2 separate regions of the Zea mays genome follow, and region 1 is linked to region 2. A link is a contact called in public Hi-C data. All regions are on one chromosome and are shown on one strand. Each heading gives the region's core, a stretch centred on a gene start, on an enhancer-like site or on the middle of the called end of the contact. The rest is flanking DNA. Distances are from core to core; before and after follow the strand shown. Region 1 has its middle 22 kb from the start of LOC100280385. Region 2 holds the start of LOC103654223 (pentatricopeptide repeat-containing protein, chloroplastic-like).

What was found. A called contact is a pair of places that touch in the nucleus more often than the background predicts.
Region 1: a Hi-C map of ear shows a contact between it and region 2, with 2.3 times the contacts expected there. The contact joins the enhancer-like site here to the promoter of LOC103654223 in region 2. A contact is called at or near these places in 6 of 25 Hi-C or Micro-C datasets (ear, leaf, root tip and 1 more).

What each region holds. Positions count from the first base shown.
Region 1 is chr4:183,109,166-183,114,877 of Zm-B73-REFERENCE-NAM-5.0, reverse strand. No RefSeq gene overlaps it. Among protein-coding and RNA genes, the nearest start is that of LOC100280385, 22 kb to the left of the region's middle. Within about 2 kb of position 4,022, at least 18 of the 20 cell types and tissues checked have an H3K27ac peak or open chromatin away from gene starts, as enhancers often do. A contact at or near this core is called in ear, leaf, root tip and 1 more, where this site is marked.
Region 2 is chr4:183,049,769-183,055,371 of Zm-B73-REFERENCE-NAM-5.0, reverse strand. LOC103654223 (pentatricopeptide repeat-containing protein, chloroplastic-like) reads right to left here and starts at 2,304. Exons shown (of 2, transcript XM_008681053.4): 1 at 1,570-2,304; 2 at 327-1,455. The coding sequence starts at 2,217. The coding sequence ends at 727. It overlaps LOC100502198, which reads right to left. Exons shown (of 5, transcript NM_001363232.1): 3 at 4,535-4,570; 4 at 3,754-4,455; 5 at 2,810-3,671. The coding sequence ends at 3,135.

The DNA.
Region 1 (5,712 bases), core at 2,773-5,272, 58 kb before region 2:
CTTCGGTTAAGGGTGGATTGAACATGATTATAGTAGATTAAATCCTCTCCTTCACTTTAATCCACTACATCCACTTCTAACCGAACAAGTCCTACGTGAGCAAAGTTCAAAAAGGTTAGAGAGTGTTTGGATTTGAGCCACACCAAGCCACATCACAGTTTCCCACGCCGATGTTTGGTTGACGCAGGAGCTTAATATAAGGTGCCACAAACGCTTTAGACTTATTTGCAGTTGTATCCTGATATAATCACTACAACAAATATGTTTGAACAAAATTAGAGTATGAGTTTCTCCTCAAAACAGATGCTTGCTTAATGAAGATCCTAGTATCATTATGGAGGACGAAAATGGCTTAATCAGGTCCTACTACACGACCATTATTGTCTATGGCTGAAGTAATATGCTCAATTCTTTTATGGAGTGTGAAAATATTTTGCCTCTTTAAATATTGAATTTGTGTTGCACTATCGATCGAGCACAATTCATCATTTGACTCCATCAGGGAATTGAAAGTTTTGTTCTAAATATATATAATATAGATTCATCGGTTAGGACGATAACATAGAATAGAACAGACAAAATTGAACCCTTTAGGGGCATAATAAAAATCACACAATATACATCTTAATACCCAAATCAAGTATGCTCAATAGAGGCATTCATCACACCACGACCAAACAAAAGTTTTTCTAGAATTAAGATATTAGCTAAGAAAACAAGTATAGAGCTAAGCTAATGCCTCATAACTCGATCTACTCTAGTTAACCATTATTATCGAATCTAAATCATCATTGCATAATAGGGTATCAGTATCAGTGGTGGCATCAATATCCATGGTGGCTTGATCATATTGTTCAATAGTCTTATGTAGCTTAGGGAGGGGCTCTTAAAGTCTCAGCGTCTATAGGCGCCTGAAAAAGTGAGCATTAAGTTTTGGCATTTATTCCGATCTTGATACATGTCTATCGAATGTTTCTCAATGGTGCATGGATGGAACTAGTATTACTTGCATTGCTCTTCTAGGGTTGCCTTTGCCATTTCCTTTGCCATTGCCATTGCCATTGCCATGGTCATTGTCACTGCTACTGTTGTTGATATTCTTTGGTAGCCTTTTGAAATTCTCCCTCTTGACCCCTGATTATTATGGTGCCCATGACCTCTTTCTCTAGAGGGGGTCCCTCTTCCTTCGGGACTAAATTTTGCATGTGCTTTAGACACAGTGACAACGCCAATAGTCGCTTCTAGTAGTTCTACATCAGGAGCTGGTTTTGAGCCTCAACGCCAAGCAACATGTTGATTAGGTCATAGTATTTCATGTACTTGTTATAATACTACTGCTAAGCACCATATTCGTGGCTTGGAAGGTTTATAGTGTTTTCACAATCAATTCTAGGTTTGTGACTATCTGCGCATAGAAGCATAGCTAAGCGACACCGTAGTGGATAACGATGTTATAAGCCCCCATTGCCTAAAAGTCAAGGAAGCGAAGAGTGACCCATTCATGCTGCGCCTGCAGAGGAATAATATGCAATGAAGAGCTCATGTAGCTTCCTCCACGATTTCAGAGGGTCTTTCACCTCCATACTCAATCTTTAGGTTTGAGTGGATGTGACGTCTTAGGAAGATAATAACTTTCGTCTTCTAATGAAGTAGCTACATGCTAGTGTCATTCGGTTCCAGACGAATGATCGACTTTTTGAGCTGCATCGCCTCCAGACGAAACTACCAATCACCAGATCAAGTCAAATAGTTCTTGACATTTAGAGGAAGCTCTGTGAAGCCAGTCCTGCTGCCTTCGTGCATAACTTGTCATGAAAATTAACTTTAATTTAATTAGACGTTTCAATTATCCTAGCAATTATTTAAATGGTCATACGTAACCAGGGGCGGACCCATTACAAGACGAGAGTGAGGGCACACTTGTAAAGACGAGTACCAAAATAACATAGCGAAGGCATCTAAGTTAAATTGAGTAGGGGACCTAATTTTGAAAATTTGTACTCTACTACATACGAGAGAAAAACGAGTGGAGGCCTGTGCCCTCACTACATTAATCATCGTAGGTCCGCCGTTGTATGTAACAATTGATTTTAAGTACACTTCATTCTATTTATTGTTTTTAATAGACAAATCATAGAACAAACAATAATATAGAGCATGCATAGAATTTAAATGTGCACTAGAAAATTGTTAAAAAAATTCAAAAGGAATACTATTTAAGCACCACAATTATACCAGAGAAAAAATTAATTATACTCAAAAAAGAAAACACCTCTAAACGATGAATTTCATAAGCTAGTGAAAACATTTGTGGCCGAGACATGCCATGCGTGGCTGACGGGTGGTCTAGCAGTGGTAGCCCATCGATAACGCATCTTAGCATGGTAGATAGGCGCGCCCAAAAGACGCACGCGACAGGCACATCTAGTGAGGGTGGGCGAGCGCGGCCGGTGGTGACGTGGCAGCACACGCAGGTGCGAATAGTGATGACGGTGTGTGAGCATAGTGGGTACGACTAGGACTGGGCGTTCGGGTTTACCCGAAAATTCGGGTCGGGCTTTTCGGGTTTTTTAAATTTCGGGTTTTCAACAGTTGAACCCGTACTCGTACCCGAAATTTCGGGTACCCGCAATTTCGGGTACCCACAAATTCGGGTTTGGGTTTGTGTAAAATTCGGGTACCCGTTATTGCCTTTGACAAAATCACAAACTCAAATCACAAACTCAAATCACACTTGGTTGTTGCCTGTTGGTCCACTCGGGCAATGCATGTGCGTGGCGGGCGCCTGGACGTTGGCCTGGACGGCGCCTTGGTGAGGCCGCGGCGCCTGGACGCTAGCGTCGCGTTGAGCGCTGGTGGCTGGCGTGCGACCGGCTGGACAGGTTGCAGTTGTAGCCTAGGCGATGGCCAATGGGGGGCGTGCCGCAGCCGCCGCTGGTGCCGCGCCAGGAACAGCCGCCGCTGGAACAGCCGCCGCTGGAACAGCCGCCGCTGGTGCCGCGCCAGGGACTCAGGACAGCCGGACAAGGAAGACAGGACTCAGGAGTTAGGGTTGGCTGGATTGGGAGGTTTCGATTTCGTAGTAGGCTGCCAACTGGGCCGTGGGCTGTGGAGCTTGCGCTCGGCCTGGCGCCTGGCGGCCTTCTAGTAGAATGGATATCGGGTAGAATGGGTACTTCGGGTACCGCGGGTTAGTACCCGATTAGGCCCGAACTTAGTTCGGGTATCCAGTTTCATTACCCGCTGGAGCTATTTGGGTAACGGGCTTCGGGCTAAACGGGTATGGGTTCGGGTATTTCGGGTATAGGGCTTCGGGCTCGGGTTTTATGCCCAGGCCTAGGTACGACGGGTGACGACTGGTGGCGGCGCACGAGCGCGACTGGCGATGGAGTGGCAACACGCAGTAGTAACGGGCGCGCCGACGCGGCTTGCGGCGGTGGCATGCAATTGCAAATCAATCTGACTGTAAGGATTCAATATACAACATACATCTGACCGTAAAAATTCAATTTATATCATACATCTGATCGCAAGACTTTAATTTAGATTGAACATATGAGTTTAGAATTGATTAAGTATGCATGCGGAGATAAACCCTTTAGCATAGAATGGTTCGGTAAGGACGGTGACTTGCCGACTTAGTGGAGGGTTGGTATAGATTAGATTCATAACAATATTGAGGTAGAGAAGTGTTGATAACATGTTCTATAATGTTATTACAGATTTCTGAATTTGAGGTCTAAGATCTTACGTCGATAACGAGAGAAGACTTATTTCTTGTTTATCTTCCTGCGGCAACGTACGCAGAGACAGGAGACAATTGGACGGGATCTATGCCTCTCTAGACGTGCTTCAGTGATTCATTCCATGGTCGACGAGGAGCTCTGGACTCTGGTGGTTTGTCTCCGGATGTTCGGCACTTCACACTTCGGAGCAGCGACACGTGGCAACTCAGAGCTAGAGATGGGAATGGAATGGGATGGGAAAGAAACTCTGGACTGAAAGGATGAAGATGTGAACTGGAGGCCCACGGGCTCGTTTTCTTTATGAACCAAATTTCACTACGATCCAGATAGGTCGTTCAGGACACTGGATTAGGGCCCCCTGTTTCTCTTTCACTGCTTCCGCAAAAGCTAGGGCGCGATCTGACAGCATCAGGCCGTGGCATCTAATTAAAAATTGGGCTTTGCTTTGGGTTGGTAGTCAGCACATAGCCACATGGGTTAATTTAAGCTTGCGTGAGGTGTCTGCGTAGCTGGTCCAGCGTGTCCTAGCCTAGAAAGACTAATTAATACATGTCCTTTTGACTTGAGCATCCGATTCCTTTTTTTTAAATGTGATAGATTTTCTTATATAGGGTTCATTATCAACTTCGTTCATCGTATTGTATTTCCTACGATGGGGTCAATAAAACAAGATCCGTGATACAAAATACTTCGGAGAATTTTTATGTGCCAGCAACTTGTGCATTAGATATATAGCTATTGTATGGGTGAACCTACAAACAAGTTATATAGATGACCGTTATAGAAAATACTTTACTCTTAATATTGTTGTTTATGATGTTTAACACCAAGGTTTGCCGAAACACGAGTCATATAAGTTTGTGCGTGCTTCAGGGGTATGTTTGGTTTGGCTTTTGAGTTTGGTTTTCTCCGTAAAAGTCAAAGTCTAAATCAAAGGGCTAGATTCAAAAAGCAGTTTTTTCTTCTTCTAAAAACCGACTTTCTCGTAGTGCAAAACTGAAAGCACTACTGGACCTGCTTTTAGTGGCTTTCGGATGGAACTGTGAAAACGTATATCGAAGAACTTTTAACGGATTTTAGTGGTTTCCACCAAACGGTTTTTAGCTTTTTAACAGCTCACAGACCACGACAGTTTTTTCCACACCTCACAGCTCACAACAACTTTTATCAAAGCCACAACACAACCAAACACACCCTGATAAGTAATAGCTCTTGCTGACGTAAGCAGCGTCATGACAAGCACCTCAATGTTGTGCAGAAAAAGCAAATACGAATCCTCAAGATAAGGAAATAAAATTGCATGGACTCTGAGTTAAGACCTAGGCGTGCAGTTACTCCACTACATGCTCATAGTTGTGACTTGTGAGAGTAAAGGAGTGTTTAAATGCACTAAGATAACAGTTAGTGGCTAAAATTAGTTGAGACATCCAAACACCTTAGCTAATAGTTGAGCTATTAGCTATTTTTGTTAAATTAGTTAATAGTTAGACATTTATTAACTAGCTAATTTCATTATCAATTTTTAGCCAACTAACTATTAGTTCTAGTACATTCAAACACCCCCTAAGGTTGTTTGCTTTGTAGGATGATATAATACAGCTTATAAATTATATAAGCACCTAATGACCTACTTTGAATTATCGTAATTTAGGTATTTAGGTTATATAATCCCTCTAATAATTTGTATTGTTTGTTTGCTCCTTAACTTATTTAAGTTGGATTATATAATCTTAAAAGCAAACAAACAGGGCCTAAGTATAATAAAAAGTTATGGATTGTTAAATACTAAGATAAACAAAAACAAAAGGATGAGAGCCGAAGGAAGCGTATATGGGAATCGTTGACCCAAGTCCACCAAATTTCATTCACAGCACAAGATGCTTTTTGTTGATTGATGAGGACGGTTGACTGCCGTGGCGTTAGATGTCCTAACGTAGCCGTTAGGACTTAGGCCTGGCCAAACATG
Region 2 (5,603 bases), core at 1,055-3,554:
CGCCGGTGTCGCTGCAGCCGCTGCTGCTGCTCGCTCGCGTTCTTGTGTCGCGGCGACCTCGGCCTCCTGCTGGCGCCGCGCATTCGAAGTGGCCGAGCGTAGGGACATGGTGGGCTAGTGAGGGGTCGCTGCGTGTGGAAGAGGCTGTCTCAGACGAAAGGCTGCTCGTCTGAGCAAGGGAGGAAGGAACAGTTGGAGCTCTTGCTGCCGACTGAGTGTGGGGAGAGGCGCGGGAATGAGATGAGCACGAGATGTTTAGACTGCAGGATAGTTTGGCTCTGATACCAATTGTAAGTAGAGGGACTCTAACTCTCATCAAGAGGATGACACTATGAGTTGGGGCAATTTTCTGTTTATTTCCTCAAACACTACACAATGTCATACCCTTAGAGGGGTTGGGAACACATATTTATAGCCCTAGGGGCTGCACTACCACACCTTCTCACACACACTACACAACAGGATTGTCCTCTAGATGCTAAAGCGACTACAGAGGACAGTCAAAAAATGACTGATGTCCTCTAGATGCTAAAGAGACTACAGAGGACAGTCAAGCTGTCCTCTAAATGCTAAAGGACTACAGAGGACAGTCAAAAGCAGGCTGTCATCTAGATGCTCAAGACTTATTCCATCACCATTCCTAAATCCATAGGCAAAGGCAAAACGCTGAACCCAGATTGCAGCCTGCAGGCATGGCATCTTCTACGTTAACGCAGTATCAGCAACTCAATCCCCATCAAAGCTGCTGCCTCCATGCACATCACAACCATACCTCGTCATCTCGTGCCAGAGCAGCCCAAGCATCTGTCCGATCTCCCCGGCCAGCGGATGGGACTGATCTCCCGACACGAACTCGTGCACGTCGCCGTCGATCTCCACGGTGCTGTGCCCCGGCCGTTTCTTCACCCCGCGCGCTTTCATCAGGCTTCGGACCTTCCCCGCGCCGTCCCACTTCCCGACGGCTGCGTAGATGTTGGAAAGCAGCACGTAGTTGGCGTCGCCCTGGGGATCCAGCTCGAAGAGGTGCTGCATCATCTGCTCGGCCATGTCCAGGTTCCCGTGCGTCCGGCAGCCTGCGAGGAGTGCCCCGAGCACCACTTCGTTGGGCCGCATCGGCATCGTCTCCACCACGTGCATCGCCTCGTCCAGGCGCCCGGCCCGGCCGAGCAGGTCGACCACGCACCCGTAGTGCTCCATCCGCGCGGCGACACCGTACTCTGTCGTCATGAGGTCGTAGTACCTCAGGCCGTGCTCCGTGAGACCGGCGTGGCTGCAAGCCGTGAGGACGCCGGTGAGCGTCACCGCGTCCGGCTTGAACCCCTGCCTCCGCATCTCCTCGAAGAGCTCGATCGCGTCTGTGCACCGGCCATTGGCTGCGAACCCGACGATCATCGAGTTCCAAGAGACCACCGTCCGCTTCCTAATGGAGCGGAACACCTGCGCCGCGAGGTTCACCTGTCCGCACCGCGCATACATGTCGATCAGCGAGTTGGCGACGCGGACATTGCGCTCCAGCCGCTGCCTGAGCACGAGCCGGTGCACCCACATCCCGAGCCCGAGCGCGCCTACCTCCGCGCACGCAGACACGACGGCGACCAACGTGATGTAGTCCGTCTCGACGCCGTCCAGCAGCATGGCGCGGAAGCAGTCGATGGCCTCGTCGTGGCGCCCGTTCTTGACGAACCCGTCGATGAGCGCCGTCCATGAGACCTTGTCCGGGCCGGGCATCCCGTCGAACACCTCGAACGCGGCGTCGACGAGGCCGTTGCGCATAAGCCCGGAGATCATGGTGTTGTAGGTGACGACGGAGCGGACCGGCATTGAGTCGAACAGCTGGAGCGCCAGATGCGGGAGGCGGGACGCGAGGTAGAACCGCGCGAGGCAGGTGGAGAGGAGGAGGTGGGAGGGGAATAGCTTGAGCGCGCGGGCGTGGAGGGTGAGGGCGAGGGGGCTGGCTAGCGGCGAGGATGGGGAGTCGGCGCAGGCGGAGAGAACGGTAAGTAGCGTGACGTCGTTGGGGGCGGGCGCGGCGGGGGAGGAGACCATAGCGCAGAGAGATGCTGCCGCCGCATGCAGGTCACCCTGTCGCGCCGCGCGCGAGATGGTAGACGTCCAGGAGACGACGTCCCGCGGCGCATGGCGCGGTGCGCGTTGGAATTCTTTCGTGGAGCGCGGAGGTGCGGGGTGGGCGAGAGACGGAGGAGCGGCCGCAGCCATAACACCGGGGTAGTTTTATCTCTCCACGAAAGTGCTTACTGATGCGCTCGCTTCGCCGCCTGTCTCCTTCAGTTCTGTCTGTCCGGGTCCCCGCCGCCTCCAGGCTCCTAGCTTCCATGACATCCTCATCCTCTCGTGCCTCGACAAACTTGCATTTCGACAAAATATCTTCAAAATTCAACAGAAACTTGCACGTGCCATTTCACATGGGTGGTTTAAGCATCTATAAAACTATTTAGGCCACAGTAGAAATAATTTGACCACTCGTTTTTAACTCCACTTATTCTGAACGAAAGCATTGGACAAACATAAGCAAGTTCTGTTGAAGAACTGATACACATAATCGATGCTGCAGGAACTAAATAATGTGTACAACTAAATAGAAATGATACATTGCGCTTCTGAGCATCCTTTTACAACATACATGCATCTGAAGGACTATATGCAAGCAAAACTTTCAATGTAGAGTGGATTCCCACTGAAGAGAAGAACTGCAACCTAGATGATTGAGAAGAGAGGGGAAGAGAAATCATCAGATAACAATCACTGTGGACAATGTCCTTGCACAAAAAGGGTCACAAAAAATCTGCAATGAAATTGCACACTGTATTATATTTCTAAGCTTCCCGATATGAAGTGCCTTGCTCTTGATATCTGTAGCAGTGCGCATAGGAGCACAACTATCAGAACCTAGCCCATCTGATATTCCACTACCAAGGAAAGGAGATATTTTGTTGTCATTCCAACAACTTTGTTTACATATCTTCAGTCCGAGGATGAAAGGAAGCCAAACAAAAAAATCTTCCCTCCTTCGCTACAATGATATACAATTCATATGTGACAAACAGAAAAAACCTTTACACCTTCGCAAAATGGGATTGAGATTACACCGGTAACCACAACCAATCTCTCAATAATCAATCCTCAATATTAATTCCACTGAATCTGGACTTCAAATATTGAACAGCAAGCTCTTTCCAGTCTGACAGAGATGCAAATGGCAGCAAACCAGCCAAGCATGGCAGAATAAGTGACACCAAAATGTAAAATGTGTATCGGCGGGCCCAATATGGCAAATGACCAGCCTTGGTCCTGTGAGTCACAGAAATAGGACCATACAGCATGTGATGTAAAAGAGATGGCCAAATATTTCCAAGTAAATGGATGGAGCAAAGGGCCTCCCAGTATATAAGCCATACATTTCCATCCCCGCCCAGTGTGTCAACACAGCAGCTTCCAAAATAACCACAAAGAACTCCCAATATCATAACATTGAATGTTACTGGCATGTTTGGTCCAGTCATTGCAGAACGCTGGAATATCAACCAACCGATTAGTAGGAGCATCAAAATTCCAAAGAATATCCTTGTTGCGGCTATCACATGGCATTTGAAAAGCAGCAAACCGGAGTTGATTGCTGACACTGAACTTGGCATCCACCAAGATGTATACTCCTGCAACAAAAGGGAGCACATGATATGAGCTTTTCATGGCACTGGAAACAACTAATTTGCATTGGAAAAATCTGGTACATACCCTTGAAATTGCTGCACAAGCTGAAGTAGCAGCAGTTATCCGCTGGTACGAATAAATATATGTTCCATATCCAAAACAGACAGACATGAGTACCACTGCAGTAAGGAGCATATCTATAAGTTTCCTGAAAAGTTCTGCATGCTTTGTATCCTCCATTTCAGTCTTGAATTTCTTCTCTTTGAATGAGGCTTTCTGAAATCCCATATGAACTTTGATCTTCTCTAACATTTGTGATTCAGAGCTCAGAGCTAACTGAGATCGACTCAATTGCAATTTTCTCATAGTAAGTCCTATTTCAAGCTCTTTGAGCTCATTTGAACGAGCTTGCTCATTCAGCGATCTCTCAAATACACTAAGGATGTGCTGACCAATTTCTGGATTAGACCTGCTACAAGTAAGATGAACCAACTGATCATTGATGCCTGTATGAAGAACAATCTGGCTATTCATTGAACTCGAGGGCATGTCAGTCTGGACATCATGTATCTGACTTTGTGAATCAGCACCACCAACCTTTATTTCAGGTAATGAATCAGCACCACCCAACTTGATTTGAGGTACAGAATCATCATCTTTGTAAGAACATTGCTCCACATCTTGCTCAAAAACAGGCGTTTCATTGATAAGGTGAATGGTTCTCAATGTACTACCAAAAGCTTTCTCAAAGTTACTCATGAAGCTATGAAATCTGTCACCATAAATCTACACCGCAAAAAAGGAATATAATAAGCTTATGAGAAGCAGAAACAGAGTAGTGAAAAAGAAACTGGCCAGCACATACATTTGTTAAGGACTCCTTCACTGCCGAGGTACACATCTGCATCCAGAATTGGTGTCAGGACATCCATGGTTTGTTCCAAATAGTAATCATTTTAGGCCTGCTAATGCCTAATGGCAACAAACCCAAACCACACCCAATCCATACCCACATATAGTAACCTTGATATCCATTCCACACCCACTGAAAAACATAAGTAAATTAAACCCAATCCATCCAATAATTTTATTGACCCCAAACCAAACCGCAAATGGGTGGAAAACCATGGAAAACCCATGGGTACAGTCGTAGAGCTTGCTTAACCATAACAGCAACCAAGACTGCTGCACTGTCACTCAGATACTTCGAGTAGAGGGTTTACTCCGTCCATTATCAGAGTTACTTAACCCTGCTGCCACCAGCATCTACTCCAGATTTTTATGGTTCCATTAAAGCATCAAGATTCGATGCTGATGCTACATCTGCAGCAGCACTATTGTTTAGGGTTTCATCCTTTCCAGGGATGAAAGATTAAAGAACATGCCCAACAGCACTAATTTCTAGGAATTGCTCTTCGCATACAGCATAGCCATCATCAAAATTCATACAGATTACAACAACGTACAGCTATAAAAAATATTTATTTTTTTTAAAAAAAGATCTACAACTACGCCAAGCCGCCAACGGCCAACCTCTACTAACTTATGGTGTATATATATATTTGACAAATTAATTCTTATAGGCTCTCTCGTCAGAAACACTCTTGGAAGGGAAGATCAAGAAGTAAAGCTCATAAATCAGAAAAGAAATATTTGCAAACTGGCCCTAAACATGTGCATGCAGAGGCGACGTTGACAAAGATGCCCTCTGCTGCGCAACCTTCGCTGCTCATTCCTGCAAAACAGGGTTTGCAAATTGCAACAGCAATTGGTACTAGCTTGATCGCATTCATGAACATGATTCTCCTTCATATGTAGTAGGGTTTTTTTTAACCAGGACAGATTTCTTCAGCTCTGATGGCGACCTGTTGTCTGGCACTCCTTCGATCAAGTCGTCTCTGACTCTGAGCTGAAACTCCAAAGCTGAACCGTGC